2 separate regions of the Mus musculus genome follow, and region 2 is linked to region 1. A link is a contact called in public Hi-C data. All regions are on one chromosome and are shown on one strand. Each heading gives the region's core, a stretch centred on a gene start, on an enhancer-like site or on the middle of the called end of the contact. The rest is flanking DNA. Distances are from core to core; before and after follow the strand shown.

The links. Hi-C and Micro-C count contacts between places; a contact is called where the count stands out from the background.
Region 2: a contact with region 1 is called in a Hi-C map of bone marrow-derived macrophages, with 26 read pairs. The contact joins two enhancer-like sites. A contact is called at or near these places in 2 of 15 datasets of contacts at CTCF or cohesin (the NIH/3T3 cell line and large pre-B cells), 2 of 484 Hi-C or Micro-C datasets (bone marrow-derived macrophages and embryonic stem cells) and 2 of 115 datasets of contacts at active chromatin or transcription factors (effector CD8 T cells and regulatory T cells).

Annotation. Positions count from the first base shown.
Region 1 is chr5:148,485,763-148,492,017 of GRCm38.p6, forward strand. No RefSeq gene overlaps it. Among named protein-coding and RNA genes, the nearest start is that of Ubl3, 64 kb to the right of the region's middle. Within about 2 kb of position 3,754, at least 183 of the 459 cell types and tissues checked have an H3K27ac peak or open chromatin away from gene starts, as enhancers often do. A contact at or near this core is called in bone marrow-derived macrophages, effector CD8 T cells and regulatory T cells, where this site is marked.
Region 2 is chr5:148,765,902-148,772,156 of GRCm38.p6, forward strand. No RefSeq gene overlaps it. Among named protein-coding and RNA genes, the nearest start is that of 4930505K14Rik, 8.9 kb to the right of the region's middle. Within about 2 kb of position 3,685, at least 63 of the 459 cell types and tissues checked have an H3K27ac peak or open chromatin away from gene starts, as enhancers often do. A contact at or near this core is called in bone marrow-derived macrophages, effector CD8 T cells and regulatory T cells, where this site is marked.

The sequences.
Region 1 (6,255 bases), core at 2,504-5,003:
ATTCCTGGGATCATCTGATGTTTCTGCTGATTTTTTTCTAACTTCTTTATGTATAGAATATTAGTATCAGTATCCATGATTTGTTATAAATATAAGCTGAAATTGACAACATGGCAACCTTGCTGTTTTGCCCTGATAACTGGATGGCCACCTGACCCAGGGGCACCCTATCTGTTATGTGATGATGTTGTATGTGATATGACCTCATGCTGATCCAAGTACAATAATCAAGTGTCCGAAGCCCATCTCCCCCAACCTTCCAGGGGGTGTGTATGAGTGTGTGGTGCCGGGATCAAGCCAAAGCTTCACACATATAGTAGGCAAGCACTCTACGCTGAATTGCATCCCAATTCCTTTTACCTGCCTCTTTTCCTGACTGGGTTAGGGACTCCGATCCAAACTGAGGTGAGTAGGGAGAGGGAAGGACCCGTCTGTCACAGGACACATGGCCACCACTATAGCTACTCAACACTGCAGGCAGTACTGGCATTTAGCTAAGAATGGTCTGCTGATTTCTCTAGTTCCCACAGCCACCAGCTGTGGGAACCAAGTGCTGAGTCCCATGAAGTTCACGAGGCTGTGACCGAAGCCCTCTGCACTTTGTCTTCCTCTCTTATGACAGGAACCAACGGGAACTGCGCTTTCACACTCACCAGCTCGGAACTTTCTGAAGTCAGAGTGGTCAGAGTGGTTTGGGGCTGTGCCATGACCGCGATAGGATTTAGAAGCCCAGCTCAGTGCTGCACCAGCCATACAGTGATTCCAAACTCTCGAGTGGAGCGCCATTCCGGGACCCCTCCCTTCTCGCTTGCTTCTGGAGGAACACAAGTGCAGAAAGTTTTCCCTTTCTCACTCCTGTCCTCCAGGAGGAGAAAAAGACACTGTGGACACACCTGTGGAGGCTTTCCCTACAGTCTTATTCCAGCAAACACAATGATGTCCAGTTGCAGGTGTCCCATTTGTAAATGAGATCAAGTTCCTGTTACCACTATCAAAGCTACTGTCATTGCCGACGCTGCCAGTGGCCAGGGAATCTTAGTGAGTTGTCATCAGTGGTAGCTTCGTGGTGGGTTCTACACCTACAGAGAAGCCAATGGACTTCGGAAGAGGGACAGACAGCAGTGTGGCTGTAAAAGCCCTCCATGGCTTTCTGTGCTCAGAACTACCAAACTCAAGATTTTTTGTTTGTTTGTTTGATTGGTTGGTTGGTTGGTTTTTTTCAAGACAGGGTTTCTCTGTGTAGTCCTGGCTGTTCTGGAACTCAGTCTGTAGAGCAGGCTGGCCTCGATCTCACAGAGACCCACTGTCTCTACTTTCTGGGTGCTGGGATTAAAGGTATGGTCCACTGCTTCCTGGCAACCTTAGCTTTTTAAGAGTATCATAAATATTTGAAAGAATTATCTTCCATGCCTACTATTTGTAAAGTTGTATATTCAGCTCGCAGTAAGGTATTTTGGATGGCCCTTTCCTAAAATTGAGTTTTAAATACAACTCCAGATTTGTTCCGTTGGGCAAGTGTACTATCGGTTTATTGGGTTTGTTTCTGTTTAAGGCTTCAAAGAAAAACTACTTGCTGCTAAATTGCTCCTAAAATTTACAGGTAACAACCAGCTAAACATATGTGGAGACGTTTAAAGCATATATTCTTTGGAAACAGATTACACTGGTTGTATGCTCCCAAAATGCCATAAAACAAAGCTTTCAAAGGCAGTGGCAAATTGGAGGGGCTGCCACAACTAATGTATCTTTCAAAGCCTAAAATAAATTATGTCAGCCTTTCTAGCCTGGGAGTTGATTTTTTAACTCAAAACAACCCAAACCCATTCTATATCACAATAAAATGCTAATGATGACCAGGTCTTGTACGTTTCATGAATTATAGCCAAAAACCAACGAAACAGAGGCCAATAAACCTGGTCTCCAGCCTCTTAGGGAGTTAAGCACTAACACACAGGGATTTCACTTTGGTCTGGGTGCAAGTCCTGCATGTTTAAAAGAACACTGCTGTGTTAGAGGCTGTATGTGTGTGTTTCCTACGTGTCTGAATAGTCCCCTGTGTGTGTGTGTGTGTGTGTGTGTGTGTGTGCACACGTGCGAGTGTGTGTGTGTATACACATGCTTGCATGTAGAGGTCAGAGGCCACTATTGTGTGTCTTTCTCAATTCCTTTCCACCTTAGTTTTTTGGTTTTTTTTTTTTTGGTTTTTTTTTTTTTTTGGGTTTCTCATATAGCCCTGGCTGTCCTGGAACTCACTTTGTAGACCAGGCTGGCCTTGAACTCAGAAATCCTCCTGCCTCTGCCTCCCAAGTGCTGGGATTAAAGGCATGTGCCACCACGCCCAACTTTTTTTTTTTTTTTCCACCTTAGTTTTTGAAATAGGGTCTCTCCTTGAACCCGAAGCTTATGAATTTGGCAAGCCTGGCTCCTTGGAGAATGTCTTAATTAGGGCCTATTGCTGCAACCAAAAGCAACTTGAGGAGAAAAGGGTTTATTTTGCCTAAACTTCCAGTTAACAGTCCATTACTGAGGAAAATCAGAGCAGTAAAGGGACCTGGAGGCAGGAGCTGATGCAGAGGCCATGGGTGGGGGTGGGGTGCTGCTTACTGACTTGCTCCTCATGGCTTGCTCAGCCTGCTTTCTTATAGAACCGAGGACCACCAGCCCAAGGAATGGTACCCCACCAAACCACTAATTAAGAAAATGCATTACAGGTTTATCTGCTTACGGTGGGCTCTTCTGGAGGCATTTTCTCAGTTGAGGCTCCCTCCTCCCTGATGTCTGTAGCTTGAGTCAAGTTGACATACAACTAGGGATTCTCCGGTCTCTGCCTCCCAAGTGCTGGCATTACTGGCATGTGTGGCTACAGTCAGCTTCTACATGGGTGTTAAAGACTGAACTCAGGTCCTCGTGCTTGCATGGCAGGTAATGGATCAATTGTTCTATCTCCCCAGCCATTATATGTATGTATATATGTAAATTACATATACATAGATCCAATACGTATATATCTGCCGTTCCCTCCCACTTTCCTGTAAATGTCATGATTTTATTCCTCTTTACAGATGAATAACCCCCAGTTGTTGTTTTTTGTTGTTGTTGTTGTTTGTTTGTTTGTTTGTTTGTTTGATCCATTCTCCAGATGATGGGCATTAGGCTGGTTCCATCTCTTAGCAATTGTGACTGCGGCAGCAGGGGTCTCTGTAGTGTGTTGGCATGGGGTACTTTGGATAAATGCCTAGGAGTGTTAGAGCTGGGTCATATAATAGTTCTATTTTTAGCCCTTTTGAAAAACTCCCATACTAATTTCCTTGGAGATAGCATCAGCGGTCCACATTCTCCCCAACAGTGTGTAAGACTTCCCCTTTCTCTCTGACCACATAATTTTACACCCCAGGCACCTGAGTTTTAACTGAGTCTTAATCAAGTCTCCCTTAGACACAACGTAAAGGTTGTGATTATTTATGCAGCCTTGAAGTGCCATTTCCCTGAGAGTCACTCCTTGTGTTCCTGTAAAACCTCGCTCGCATGTCTGCTTTCCTGCTCACTGTACACACAGACGCAGGTTCCCCCAGCTGGAGTAGCAAATGGACTGCTCACCTCCTGCTGTCTCTCAGCATCTAGCAAACGCCTGTAGGTGTGTTGGCTGGAGTGAAAAATGCCCCCCCCCCCCAAAGGCTCAGTTCCCTGGTTGGTGGAGATTTGAAGGGTGGGGAAGGGTGAATGGAACCTTCGGGAGGTGTGGCCTTGCTGGAGGAAGTGCGTCACTATAAGGGGGTGCGCTTTGCAATTTCATAGCCCCGCCCGCCTCCAGTTCTCTCTCTGCTTCTTGAGTTTGCTTGCGGTGGAGGTGTGATCTCTTGACTCCTTGCTCCTTCATGCTTCTACCATAATGGACTTTTAGTCCTCTGGAACTTAAGCCAAAAGAGATGCTCTCATCTCTAAGTTACTTGTGGTCAGGGTATTTTATTACGGTAACAGAAACTGATACCGTGGGTGTTAAGGACTGAAGTGTGTCCTATGCTCTTAGGCTGATATGTTGACATCTTAACCCCCAGTACCTCCAACGGGCCCTCACTTGAAAAGAGGGTCACTGAAGGTGTAATTAGTCACTATGACTTCACAGTAAATCCCAACCCAGTATGACTGGTGTCATAAAAAGAGATTTGGACACAGGCAGGGAGACGCAGTTTGACCGTGAAGGGAGAGCAGCAAGCGCCATGTGTCTGTGAGAGTCTGCCAGCTAGCCTCAGGGCTTGGAGGAAAGCCCAGTGCAGAGCCTCTTTAGCGGCTCTCAGAAGAAACGAGCACTGCAGACTTCTTGCCTCCAGTGTCCAAAGGCAACAATCTCTGTATTGAAGGTGCCCACGTGGAAGCTCTTTATATGGGGCCCTAGCAAAGCCACGGCTGTGTGACAGAGAACCAGCACAAACTCAGCTGCGACAGCAGGGGTGGTGGCCCGTGGTTTCCTTTCCAGGGAGTAGCTCCTGAATTTGACAGCGTTCTTCTCGTACTGTGCAGAATGCCCTAATCTACTCGAGATGCTCATGTATATAAGACGAGGTGCAGTCAAGGTCGCCATTTGCTTAAACGAATGCATCCCAGTAATAAGTAGGAAGCCGGCAAGCTCAGGGACACAGCTAAATACAAGGGGTCAAGCCCCGCATGGTAAAGTAAATTAACTAAATGAAAAATAACTTCTCTTTAAACTTTATTTGTATAAGCATTTGCCCGTGTTTATGTTGTGTTACAGGTATGTGCACCCTCAGAGGTGAGAGGGGGGCATCATTTGTTCTTCTTTCCCCCTCCCTCCCCCCTCCCTCCCCGCCTTCCTTTGTACTTCTGTCATTGGCTGATGCCCAGCCAATGTCAGGGACCATGCCATTGAGTCTGTGGGACTGTGAACATGGTAAATCTTTTTTCTTTAGAAAGCTGACCTTGCCTAGGCTACTAGAAAAAAAAAAAAAAAAAAAAAAGATGTGATATACCATGAAAAATAAGTTCCTGAGAAATTTGCTACAGAAAAAAAAAGCTTGTAAAATTATAGGATCAACATAATCATGCCCAATTTTCTTACATTTGGGACAAATCTCTCAGCTTTAGAGTGGGGGCCAAGATGTGGCCCAGTTGTGGGAGGCATCCTGAGAGAGGCCACTGGTGAACTTCCCACGGAACTTTGACTGAAGGTCTGGGAAGCCTCTATCTTTGTGTCTTTTGAAGAAAGGGGCGGGGCCTGATTTCACGCAATGACGGAATTATTTTACCAAGTCCATCCATCATCCTGGAGGCTTCAGGAGCCTCTGTCCCTTGGCGCTGACTGGCAGGGTCTCTACTGAGCCCATCGTGGCCTATACTCTGTCCCCTGAGCCTGATCAGCCGCTGCCTTTGGACCTTACCCTCAACTCTTTCTCTGCTCTGTCACCAGTCGGCCTTCGCTGTGGGTAGAAGGGCTCGGTAGACAAACCAGTATCTGAACATATGTAAGCTGTTTATTCCATCCATAAAGCACAGGCCGGCTCTGAGGAGGAGCAGCGGTGTGACAGGAAGGATAACAGCCCCCGTCGGTCATTCAGCGTAAGGGGGACTTGTTCCTAGCAACTGAATAAGCCATTTCACCTGTGTGCAGTCGACCTTGTGGAGAAAAGCGTCTGGACGCAAAGACATCGCTGCAGTTGAAATAACACGCGCTCAAGAACAGTGAGGTTCCTGAGGAGGGGTGGAGCTTTGGCGTCTTGGAATATGTTAACATCGGAAGGATACTGTGCTCCTTGGTCCAACCTTCATGGTTTTTGTTTTTTGGTTTTGTTTGTTTGTTTGTTTGTTTTTTTCGAGACAGGGTTTCTCTGTGTAGCCCTGGCTGTCTCGGAACTCACTTCGTAGACCAGGCTGGCCTCCAACTCAGAAATCCGCCTGCCTCTGCCTCCCGAGTGCTGGGATTAAAGGCATGCGCCACCACGCCCGGCCAACCTTCATGTTTTGAAGCTAAGGAAACCATGGATCACAGCTGGTCAGCAGAAAGGGCAGACATAAGCACCTGCTCCTGACTCTGTGCTGTGTCTCCCGTGTGTACGTGATGACCACGGGTCCTCAGGGAGATTCTGGGGTGGGGGAGGAGATAGCGCTAATTCTGAATTAGAGGGCCTGGTGCAGGTGGGTACCAGACAAGGGAAAGCCAGAGTCTAACTGGGGGCAGGAATGGTGTGAGCATTCCTGAAGCCGGGAGGAGCCTAGACTGAAAAGCATTGGTGGGAAGTGAGA
Region 2 (6,255 bases), core at 2,435-4,934, 280 kb after region 1:
GGGCTTCATGAGTCACTGCCACAGGGAGACCCAGGGCTGACCCCGCCAGGCTCCTGGCATCATAGCTCCCTTTTCAGCTGCAACTTCATGTGTCCTCCTACAAAACGACGTAGAACCGAATGCTTCTGTTTCCCCCCAGAGAAGTTACTGAAAAGCTTTCGATGACCACACCCTGAGTGTAAAGTCTGGATTGATGTGACTTATCATGGGCTTTGTTGTCTTTTGGGGAGGTGTCTCCTTCCTTATCAGACAGCAGGACTACATTGGCCATGGCACCTGCCAGTCAGCACAGCCTACAACTGCTTTGAGTTCTGCTCTCAACTCTCTAGGCCTCCAGCGGCACCCGATCCCACAGTTGCCAGCATAGGGACCGTCCACCCTGAACAGGTGTGACTGTACCCATACACCCTTTAAAGAGTTCCTTGATAAAGCCACCTCCCTCTGTCCTGGTGTCATGCTTTCTCCTGCCAAGACACAGGTCTGTCTTGGAACCCGCTGACCCTGGATATGATAAGGCCATTCCTGTGCCAGGTCTGCTCACGTAAAAACAATTCAGCACCATGGCTCCGGGGTGCTCCGTACCCTTGGGAGACTTCCTTGTGGAGCACTGCAGGGTTTTCCCATTCTCAATCAAAGGTTATAGCATCTAAACGAGCTACACCCTAGAAAGTGAGATATGAGCTCCTGGTTTGTCTGTCCATCCATCCATCTATCCATCCATCCATGCAAAGGCCATATTTTTTAATCGCCTTCTCCTTGGTAGAGCCACACTTTGGGTTTGTGATAGAGAGTTGTGGGAGACACAGCAGCCCTCTGGAGTTGCCCCAGTTTGGATATCATGACAGTATCCCAAGGATCTTATGGGCATCAGCAGCATGTCCACCTACTAAGTAGGGCTTACCGAGGAGGGGTCAAGGCCCAGGGTGATGGGGGCGGCAGAAGTTAATGGGAGTAGAGTTTGGGTTTGGATAGTTAGACCTCCGGGGTGGGATGGCCGTGCCATTTTCCACAGTGATGAGAAAATTATTGGTGCCACTGAATTGTGTATTTTTAATAATGGTGACAATGATAAATTTGAGTGTTTTGCTCCGGTTTAGTGGCCAAAAGAAACAAGTAGCTAAAAAAAAAAAATTATGAGGGGCGTGAGAGTTGGCTCAGTGGTTAGAGCACTGTCTGCTCCCCCAGAGGACTCAGGTTCAATCCCCAGTAGTCCCAGGACAGCTCACAACTGACACACACAGGAGAAACACCAATGCACATAAAATAAAATAAATAAATTATTTAAAAAAATAGTATGAACCTCAAGAGCATTCTTTGAGGGGGAAGATGCTGGACAGGAAAGGCCATACTCTTGCTACATGGCACCATTTATGAGACCTGCTGGAAGGGATGAGAGAGATGGCTCAGTGGTTAGAGCACAGGATGCTCATCCGGAGAACCTGGGTTCGATTCCCAGCACCCACACGGTGGTTCTCGACCATCTGTAACTCCAGTTCTAGGAGATCAGGCACCCTCTTCCTGTCTCCACGGGCACCAGATGCGGCCCATACGACATTCGCTCAGGCCAAATACCCATTCACATAACAAATTAAAACAGCAGCAAAGGAACGGCTGTTGAGTATCAATGTCAAAATATAGAAAAAGTGAAGCTGGGCTTGCCTGAGATGAGGGTTTGGGGCACACTGTTCACGATGGAGGTGCTGAGACGCATTTTAATGAGGTACAAGTTTTCCTCTTGTAATGGTGCTGATCAAGAAGCTGTTTCCATTGATCAAAATTCCTCAGGGCTGGAAATAAATGTACCTAAAGTCCGAGCAATGAGGAGGCTGAGGCAGGAGAATCTATTGAGGCCAGGAGCCTGAGACTTAGGCAACATAGTAAGTCTCTATCTTAAAACAAAGAACCATATGTATGTGTATGTGTGGGTGTGTGTGTATATATGTGTGGAGATATATATATATATATATATATATATATATATATGTGTGTGTGTGTGTGTATATATATATATATATATATACATATATATATACATATATTATAAACTGACTATATAAATTATATTTCAACAAGCGGTTACTGTCATCTGAGAATTATTAGTTATTATAAACGACAAGTTCCTCAGGCCACAGGTAAGGTACCTCCCTTCCCTAGCTCCCCTTTAGCCTGATTCTGCCAGACACCCAAAGGACTCAACACACCTGTAACCCCTTAGAGAAAAGAGCAAAAATTCTCCAGCCACACCAAGCTGTGAGACCCAAGGAGATGGCGGAAGGCTGAGGAGGCAGGCGAGGGACGGCAGGAAACTGCATGGCTGTCTCTCATCCTGCCCATCCCTGGCTGCCGACTTCCTGGGACTTGCTGTTTCGACTTCATTCCAGAGGTTTCCAGACCCTCCCCTGCTCACTCCGGGTGACTCACCTGCTTGCAGAAAAGTCCAGCCCTCCCCTCTCTCATTTTATTTGATGTTATGTTCAAAAAAGCAATTTGGGGCTCAATTGAACATCACATGTCTCTTGATTAAATCTCCAGTCTTTCTCTTGCCTCCGGAATGTATCTTGGGCCTGGCCAGGCACTGCGTAGCTCATTAGAGCCGGATGCCTGGAGGAGAGCACGTGTGGACCTTTAAAACAGTGTGGACCAAGGCAGCCCTATTCTAAAGCAACTCCCTCGCTCAAGAGCTTCCCTCCTCCACAGCCCTCCCACAACCCTGTCCATAAGGTCAGAGAGAACGTGGTTCATTTTTCAGTCTTGAAAGCCAGTGTGCCCTTTAGGCAGCAGCTCAGAGAGAGCCAGAGGCCACGCACACTGTAGTAGTCTGGGTCCCCTCTGGTCACTGTGCATTTCAACACAAGGACATGTGGCAGCTCCTGGGGAGGACATGCCTTCTCCTGCTCAGAAAGCCAGCACCTGAATGGCTCCTGTGTGTCTGCTTGGGTCATAGCCCAGGGTTTCATGTGATCTGATCTGGTCAGCGACGTAGAAGGAGAAATGTCCCTACCAGAGAAGAGAGACAGATCCAGTCTGTGAGGATGAGATGTTTGCCACTGCCACAGAGAAGGACCTGAAGGATCTTAGGGACGCCCATGTCCTTGGTAATTTTCCTTCTGTCGCTGTGATAAGAAGACACTTTCACTAAAGTGACTTAACGAAGAAGGGTTTCATTCTGGATTACCGTTCCAGACCGGAGTCACAGTCCCACAGTGACAGGAGATGGCCACCTTCATCTGCAGTCACGGAGCAGAGAGAGACAAATGTGAGCAAGGGCTCAATGTCTTATTTTTGTACTGTCCAGGAACCCCTGCCCAGGCACTGGCCCCAGCCACAGTTAGGATGAATCTTCCCCACCAGGCCTGGTGGTGTTTGTTTCTAATCCCAGCACTGGGGAGGCAGGAGCAGGTGGATCTCTGTGAGTTTGAAGCCAGTCTGGTCTACAGAGGGAGTTCCAGGACAGCCAAGAATACACAGAGAAACCCTGCCTCAGAGAGAGAGAGAGAGAGAGAGAGAGAGAGAGAGAGAGACTTCCCATATAAGTCAATGTAATCAAGATACCCCCCCCCCCAGTGATGCCCAGGGGTCATCTCTTGGGTGTACATTGGGAACTGTGTTGCAGGATATACAATTGCAGGATTGTAATGAAGACTGGATGAACTTATTCATGCCGACCACAAAGCAGTCACATCCTGTGTGAGGAAGTGGAGGCCCTGGTTGCTGAGAAGCAGCAAGGCTCTGCTGTCTGACTCTCCATGTGGCTTTAGCGTACCCATCGATGACAGCATGATTTAATGTCTGTTCATAGTGATGACCCTGTGAAGATCTGTGCCAGGGTTGTGCTGCTTAGCCTGATGAGAGGAGTCCTAGTTCAGCTCAGACTACTGTAACAAACTCTCACAGACGAGGTGAATTTATAAACCACAGAAATACATTGCTCACCATCCCAGCTGCCAGAAGTCTGAGACCAGGCTACCAGCATGGTTGGCTTCTAAAGAAGGAAATATTCCCAGTTGTACACTGTGGACTTAATGAGTTCTTACACTTAAGAAAAGGAGAGAGAGAGCTCTCTGGAGACTGGCTCATAAGTGGAGTGTTCCCACCCATGACAGCTGCACCATTATTACACAGTCATTTCTCAGACCTGGTCTCCGGATCATAGCCCTGGATGTTAGAATTTCAACATGGGGGCTGGAGAGATGGCTCAGCGGTTCAGAGCACTGACTGCTCTTCTAGAGGTCCTGAGTTCAATTCCCAGCAACCACATGGTGGCTCACAACCATCTGTAATGGGATCTGATGCCCTCTTCTGGTGTGTCTGAAGAAAGCAATGGTGTACTCACATATATAAAATGATAAATAAATAAATAAATATGGACAGCGACAGTGCACTCATATACATAAAATAAATAATCTTTAAAAAAAAAGAATTTCAATATGGGGGCTGGGACAGGACAACTACTCAGGTCACACCCCTCCTGAGTATAGCCATTTCTTATGTTTCTTGCCCTTTGATGATGATGCTGACATCTTATGACTTAGACAATAACACATATGAAACACTTACTTTAGCACTAGCTACAGTCAGTGCTCAAAGAGTGAAATTCTTACCACTTCTAGTTTGGGCATAAAGTCGTGGACAAGCAATTCCACTACCTTTCAAACTGATCTGAGGGGGCTGGTAAGGCAAACCAGGGGCGAACTTGGCTCAGAGCCCAGTGCAGCCAGCCCAGAGTAACTTTCCCATGGAATGAATGACAAAAAAAGACAGCCAGGACGGAGCTGGAATTAGAACTTCCTTCATTGTAAATGAAAACGCCAGGCTTTGTTGATCAATGCTTGCTCTTTACTCCCAAGAGAGAAAAGGCAGATTTGGAAGGCACTAGAACTGGCAGCCTCCAAGGTTCTTACCTGAGTGCTGGGCTACCAGATAGATCATTGGACGGAACCGAAGAACTCCGTCCCCACCAAGGAAGGGTTACCTCAGCAAAACGTTACCACCCTCCAAGGACTCCTCACTGAAAACCCTCAGGTTCTATACTTCCCTGCTCTTCTACCCTGCCTCTGTCCCAGCCCCGCCCCTGCCCCGCCCCAGCTCCCTCCCCCGCCCCCCACCCTTCCCTGCTCTGGATCCAGCCTCTAACATCTCTAGTATTTCTGTAGCAAACTGTTGCTCTCTATCCCGGGTTAGTCTCTGAGCTTCTATGGGACCCATTTTCTGACTGTGCCATTCCTACTCCTGGTGTCGGGTTGTGGGTGCAGTCTATCATCCCATACTTGAGTCTCCAGCTTGTATGGAGCCCTACTGTGGGAGTCGGAGGAGGAGCAGGAAGTAAAAGGGCGAGTAAAACGTCGCCTCCACCTTTCCTGACAATCTGTTAGGACAAGACAGACAGGGCAGGTAATCAACCTGGACACATGGCAGATCGGTCTGGAGGACATGAGCACAATAATTATCTCTGAGGAATTGTCTGGAAGCTCTTGTTTCAGCAAATTCAGCAGAGTCCTAGGTGCTGACTCGAAATACATATATTACAGATTCTATTTTTCTCAGTCAGACTTAATTGGACAGATGTTTTACTAAATCAAATTCGATTAGGCTGTTAGTTGAAGCTTTCACTTTGTCTAATGAGCACAGGCTGCCCCCGGCACATCCTACCCACCTCAGGGAATCACAAAAACTTGCAAACGAAACTAGGCAAGCATGAATTCTCTAAAGCTTATATATATATATTTGCATGTATGTGTGCATTCAAGCTAGAGAGGTCATTTATACCTGTGAGGCTATTTTTTTTCTATAAAACATCCCTGTTGGTTGTTGGAACAGCCAGAGCAAAGTACCAGAAACTGAATGGCTTGTTAGCGTCATGGTGCTGAGCAAGGAATCCAGAGCCTTGCACCTGGTAAGCAAGGGCTATTAGTATTGAGCTGCATTCCAAGTCCCGGAATGAGGAAATTTTATTTTACCGTTTTGGAAGCCAGAAGTCCAAGACCAAGCTACAGGCAGGGCTGGTTTTTTCTGAGGTCTGTAAAAAAAAAAATCAAAACCGTCTCTCAGACTCTGAGGGATTGCTGGTAGTCTTTACAAATGTTTCATCCTTCATCATACTTAACTAGAGCCTACCCTAGTGACTTTGTCTTGGTCATCAGCCCCATCCATCAGCAGATAGGTCCCTGCCTCTGGCTTTTGCTGGTTAGGATGTCAGCATGTTTGGAGAAGGCAGATTCAACTCATGATAACATCAGGTTTTATAGTAGTTACTTT